2 separate regions of the Mus musculus genome follow, and region 2 is linked to region 1. A link is a contact called in public promoter capture Hi-C data. All regions are on one chromosome and are shown on one strand. Each heading gives the region's core, a stretch centred on a gene start, on an enhancer-like site or on the middle of the called end of the contact. The rest is flanking DNA. Distances are from core to core; before and after follow the strand shown. Region 1 holds the start of Nos3 (nitric oxide synthase 3, endothelial cell). Region 2 holds the start of Chpf2 (chondroitin polymerizing factor 2).

Evidence for each region. Capture Hi-C pulls out chosen DNA fragments and counts their contacts.
Region 2: a promoter capture Hi-C map of pancreatic islet shows a contact between it and region 1. The contact joins the promoter of Chpf2 here to the promoter of Nos3 in region 1. A contact is called at or near these places in 1 of 39 promoter capture datasets (stem cell-derived epiblast-like cells), 4 of 484 Hi-C or Micro-C datasets (embryonic stem cells and regulatory T cells), 1 of 115 datasets of contacts at active chromatin or transcription factors (embryonic stem cells) and 3 of 9 other capture datasets (adipose tissue, liver and pancreatic islet).

Annotation. Positions count from the first base shown.
Region 1 is chr5:24,363,133-24,366,259 of GRCm38.p6, reverse strand. It overlaps Nos3 (nitric oxide synthase 3, endothelial cell), which reads right to left and starts at 1,441. Exons shown (of 26, transcript NM_008713.4): 1 at 1,259-1,441. The coding sequence starts at 1,422.
Region 2 is chr5:24,585,151-24,588,277 of GRCm38.p6, reverse strand. Chpf2 (chondroitin polymerizing factor 2) reads right to left here and starts at 1,528. Exons shown (of 4, transcript NM_133913.2): 1 at 1-1,528. The coding sequence starts at 240.

The DNA.
Region 1 (3,127 bases), core at 192-2,691:
GGTTCTAGTGGAGTACCTTTGTTATTTAAAAATAAATAAATAAATAAAAAATAAAAAGCGAGAGCTTGCTCTTTGGCCTCCTTGCTTGGTCTGGGTGCTCACCTCGGAATGCCCTTGCCTCACCTGAGATGGTGCATGACGACCCATCAGAGCAGGTGGTTGTGCCATGCTCATAGCTGTTCCAGTTTCTGGACCATGAGTGAAATAACCTCTTGGGTGTGTGCTGGGGGGTTGTTGAAACAGGCCTGGCTGGTCTCAAGGTCTGTCTAGCTGAGGATGGCTAGAATCTTCCTGCCTCCACCTCCCAACTGCTGGGATTATAGTTATACTTCACCACAGTGGCCCCTAGGCCACCATTCTTCATGCTACTCCATCTTAAGGATCAGATTTGGGCAACTGGAAATGGAGTAGCCGCTGCCCAGCTTTAGGGCCGAGCTGAGGGAAGCCCCCTGCAGGGATTCCTCTGCTCTGATTTTACTCCCACTCCCAGCCCTCTTGACAGCAGCCCTAGTGTGAAGGGAAGCCCTGAAGCCTTATCACTTCCTCCCAGAACCGCCTGCCTGTGCAGGAGGAAGGGAGGGACTTGGGGCCCTGAGCCGCAGCACTGGACCCTCAGGCTTGGCAGGAGCCCCTTGGCCTGAACCCACTGGAATTTTTCATTTTCTTCTCTTCAGGGATGTTTTTGAGGGCTAGGGCTGCAGGTCTGTCTGCGGCTCAGGGCAGAAGGAGGGAATCCTTAAGCAGGAGAGGAACCTAGCAGCTTTGCCTTGGCCCCCCGACCCAAGAGTTTGCATCTCAGGCCCCAGATCTCTGCTGTTCTTTGAAACCCCACACATAGTGTGCCCGTCCCCTGCCCCTGTCTTCTCCAGTTAAGTAGCTATTACTACTGTTTGTAGAGGCTTCCATTAAACTGGAAACTTACAGCCCCAAGAGGTGAGTGCTGCGGAGTCCACCTTTTATCCACACAGAGGCTCAGGGAGGTTAAGTAACTTGTCTGAGGTTGACCAGTTCTTGACATGGACCAACACTCAAACTCTGGCCCAGTTCTGTCGCAGCCTCTTGTCTCCTCTTACCCAATACCTGATGGCCTCGCTCCCGGCCTCTCCTCAGCCATGCCATCTCGCTCTGTTCTGTTCACATTAGGAGCTTTTGGCATCGGTAGCCTGGTCCTTCTGGCTCTTCCCAGAGCCAGGCCTCAGTCCTCCATACAACCCCTTTACTCATAGATCTTACCTGCGCATAGCCACGTGCCCCTCACCTGTGGTCTGGTGCTGGTCGGGTTGGGGACGGGGGTGCTGGCGCCTGGCTAGGCTCCGGTGCTGGAGAGGCTGGGCCCTGCTTGCCGCACAGCCCTAAACCCAGCCCGAGCCCTAGGCCACAGGGTGGCCCAGGCTCCTGGCCCACACTCTTCAAGTTGCCCATGCCAGCTGACCTCAACTCTGCCGACTGCTCAGCAGAGTCCTGGCCTTTTCCTTAGGAAGCAGGGAGGGGGGTGGTGGGAGGGGGCTCTCAGATGCTGGCCTTCGCCCCGCCCCTGTCCCACACACAATGGGACAGGAACAAGGCCGGCAGGGAGGCTCTAAAACCTCGGCTTCATGCCCGCTGACCCAGAGGGTGGGAGGCCGGACGCCTGGGTTCCGCCATGAGGGCTAGAGCTGATAAGTGGGAACCCAGGTGTCCGTTGGAGACCGGGGAATGGTGGGTTGTCTGCTAGAGGGTGGGAAAGATGCTTTGATGGTGCTAGGCTACAGTGGGAGGGCTTTGAGCACTGGATGAGTACCAGAGCAACGGAATATCATATTCCTGTGACCACAGAGATCTCAAGGTTCACCCTTGCTCCTCTCCTATCTCAGAGTCCTTTGGGAACTTGGGGACACGGGTTCAGCAAGGATGCAGTGACATTTTGTCCTTGTTCCTGGTTTTAGGGTATCATCTCAATTTCCTGAACCCACACCCCATGACTCAAATGGGGACACAAAGGAGCAGGAAGCTGCCATCCAGGGCCTCCCCCTCCAATCCTGTCAAGTGTCCTGTTTCCCTGGGGCAGCAGGTCAGTGGAGAGACCTAGCCACCAGGGCAGAGGCAGATGGCCCACAGAGGAGATTTTGGGGGTAGAGGGAGTGGACACTGAGCGTGGACTAGGCAAACTACAATTCCCAGAGTGCAGGGAGATCCATACCAGCACGTTTTGGGCACCTTAGGCAGCCATGCGTGTTGGAGTTTATAGTTCTGTACTATCTGCAGCTGACAGAAAGCGAGGAGCTAGGTATTTGGGTGTAGAGGATTGGGAACCTTGTGAGTTTGAGACCTCAGAGGCCCCTCAAAAAAGAAACTAAGAGAAAAACAAAACAAAACAAAACCCCCAGAAATTTAGAGACAGGGAGAGGCAGCGACTGGGAGAGGCAGACAGGCAGACAAACAAACATGCAGATTTGTGTTGGCTGGACTCTGGAAAAGCAGGGGAGGGAAAGATTGGGGTGGGCCTGGGTGGGGGACTGGCAGGAATGGCCGGAAGGAATGGGCCGTGCTGATCTTTGGGGTCACTAAAAAGGTGGGGTCCACTAGTTTGGGGCAGGGCAGGTAGAGGTGAAGGGGCCTCACAAGTAGGGAGCCACCTATCCTTGGATATGAGTGCTCTGGGCTCCCTGGGTGACTGGTGGGGGCTGGGAACAGAGGGTCAGCAGGTGGCTCTTACTCACACCAGTTTTCTTTCAGGTGCCTGGCCTTGAGACCCCCTGCCTGTCCCTACTGACTTAAATCTTTGGGAGAGGGAGGCAGGAGATGGAATCTAGCCCCTATTTCTGGATATTTAATCTTTACAGAACCTTGGATGGACCAGTTCCACCTGGTTATCATGTCCAGCTATAACTTTGACTCTTTGACAGCCAAGGACGCTTTCTGTTAAGTAAGCTGTGACTGGCCTCAGTGTCAAGATTCTAACCAGTATCATATACTGACGCCTTTGGGGTACCATTGGCCATAGCCTCCATACAGATCTTCCAACCCCTGGGTCTCCCCACCATCTGGTTCTCACCACTGCTAGGTTCTTCTCAAGGTCGGTCTCATACTTTGTCTTTACTTGAAACCTTTAGATAAAGCTACAGAGGGCCAAGGCCAGTCTGACACA
Region 2 (3,127 bases), core at 279-2,778, 220 kb before region 1:
GTTAGGATCCCTGTAGTAAGGCACAATCCTGGGTCTGAAGTCTTCATCGCCTTGGTCCAGCCCATTTTTTGAGTCTGGATTCTGTGGCCCTCCTGGCTTCCCCACAGCCTCTACACAGGGATCTTCTCCCTCACCCTGGATCCAGGAAACCCGCAGGAGGCTCAGGCTGCATCCCAGAGACAGTCCTAGGATGAGGGGGAGCACTGGCCGCAGCAGAGCCAGCAGGGAGCTCAGTCGCATGGTGGCAGGCCCTGACACAGGGCGCCCCAGGGGCACAGTCTCAAGGATGAGTAGGTTGATGGGCCACAGGCCAGCAGTAGCCCACGGTTTTACCCAGAGAACCCGGAGTCAACGAGGTCAGCAACAGAAAAAGGAGCCCAGCATCCCCACCAAGTCTTCCCAACCCTATGTCTGGTCTTCAGTGGCCATGGTGCTGATACCCTCAGTAAAATACTAATGTCTATGTGAGCAATGCCACTCCCTACGGGGATTGCAGTCTGTAGTCCAGGAAAAAGAAAAAAGAAAGTGCAGTCCTGCCAAACCTAACCCCAGAAGGTCTACAGCCATTTGAAACATGGGCCTAATTCAAGTCAGCAGCACCCAGTGACACAGAGCTTAGGGCAAAGTGCATGCGCCATTCCAACAACAGTCTGACCAAAAGGGCCTGCCTCAGACACCCTGTGCCATGCTGAAGCTATCCTGGCCCACTATGTCTCCTCAGGCCCCAGAGGAACTGCTGATCTGCCGCTGCTGCAGGCAAGCACTAGAGAAGGGGTCAGCACCTCCTTCCACCCCGCTCCTGAGTGTCAAAGAGAGCCACAGACTCTAGAAATCCCCTCCTTGTCAGATAAGATCACCAGCTATGAATGGTGCCCACCCACCTACCCACCCAAATGAGGTGAGCAGTCACAGTGACTCAGCACAGCTGGCCTCTCATAGGAGCGCAATGGCTGATGGAGCCATTTTGCTAGCCATCCTACTCGTCCTGCAAAGCTATGCTGCCCACATATCTAAGAACAGCAGGAGACAAATTACAGACACTCTTGCTGTGGCTAGAGGTTATCAAACAAAGCCAAATAAAGCAAAAGCAAGCCGGGAGACAGCAGCAGTTAGAGAAACGCGGGGGTCTGGGAAGGCCAGCAGAGGCTCACCACCTTCCAACAGGGCACCTTCCAATAGGGCGCCAGTCAGTGCCCTATTATTCCCTTGGCGACCACAGCACCGTGCCAGCCCCCAGAAGAAGGGACAGAGCGAGTCCTAGCCGGCCGTCTGGAGACAGAAATTAATCGCCTACGTCCCACGACTGCAGAAAAGGCCTTGCGTCCAGCTGGTTTGCTCTGCGAACTTGGGCGGTGGAGGGGAGCTCGCGGCGGACAGCAGGACCGAGCGGGTTCTCAGGTCCTGCCGGGCAGGGGAACAGGAACACCCAAGCCCCACGGCAGACGGAGCCGCCTCGCGGGTGAGCCCACCCTGTGGCGGGCCGAGGAGCTCCGCTTTGCTGCCGCTGCCACCTCACAAGCCAGCCCTCGGCTTCCTCTTCCGCTGCCTGTCAGTCTCCCGTCTCTATGGTGACCGCATCCGGCCCCTCGCTCCTTACAGTCGCTCTCTATGGTTGCTGCTGCACCTCTGGATTCCAACGCCCTGGCTCCTAGCGCCACGGTGAGTGAATCCCGTCTGCACAGAGACGCTCCCCAATTCATCTCAACCCTGTTAGCGCTAAAGAAAGATGCCCTCCCCTTTTCTGAGCACGCTTCAACTAAACCGGCCGCGCAACACCAGCGCCTATTTAGCGGCTCAAGAAATGTTTCTCTACTAAATTTTCAACTCTACTAGGTAAAAGGATGAGGGACATGTGACCAGGAACGAACAGACCTGGGCTAACCTAGAACTCAGTAGTTTTAAGGCGGTGAGAATCGCTTGAAGCAAGCCATGGATACTAACACACTCTGGTGTCTCAAGGCAGAAAAGTACGGAATTAAGCACCAGTCAGGTGACTCACCATGTGAAGGTGGTTGCCACCGAGACTGATAATCTGAGTTCTATGTCTGGTGAAAAGAGAAAACTGACTCCATCAAGTTGTCTTCTGATACCACACTATTGTTAAAGGTGTGTACCACACCTTCCCTATGCTACATCTGTAAGAAACAACTCACTTGGACGGAAGGAAGATTGTCAGGCTTCGGATGTACAAAGCTACCACTTTGGAGAACTTTTACCATTTATAAATGTATGTCAGTGTTCAGAATACATTTGTACTGTCACATTCATGACAATCTCTCTCTCTCTCTCTCTCTCTCTCTCTCTCTCTCTCTCTCCCTCTCTCTCTGTCTCTCTCTCTCTCGTTTTTCGAGGCAAGGTTTCTCTGTATAGCCCTGGATGTCCTAGAACTCACTTTGTAGACCAGGCTGGCCTCAAACTCAGAAAACCACCTGCCTCTGCCTCCCAAGTGCTGGGATTAAAGGTGTGTGCCACCCCACCCGGCTATTGCTTTATTTTTGACATTGGGTCTGGCCATCTGACTTTGACCTTAAACTCACAGATCCACCTGCTCCTGCCTTTCAGTGCTGGGATCACGATCATGTACCAACACACCTGACTATAGCCACAATTATTAAACTAAAAGAAGCAGGTGGAATTAACTTAATATTTTATCGTATTAGGTATAAATATATTTAATAAACACACATATTAGGTATAAAATATTTAATATTTTATGGTATTAGGTATAAATAAAATATCAATTCAACATATAAGCAATATGAAAAGCTACTGTACTGATGTTTTACATTTTTCCATATGCAAACTGAAATCCTAGCCATGTTTTACGGTTATAACGTGTATCACTTGTTTTGTTTCCTTGAGACAAGGTCTTGCTATGTAGATCAGGGTGATCTTGAAATCACAGCCATCTTCCTACCTAAGTCTCAAAAGTGCTGGGGTTACCAGTCTCTAGGCAGAACCAAGATGGATAGGTTCCAGGGGGCCTGGGTCCAGCCAGGAGTGCCGGAAGTGTTACAGCTCTCAGAAGAGAAGAGATGAGGTTTGGGCAGCTTGCACTGGGCAGATAGCCTAGGTCCAGCTACAGAGGCAGCAACAGTGACCGGGGCAGAGTGAGCAGCAGCGTGAG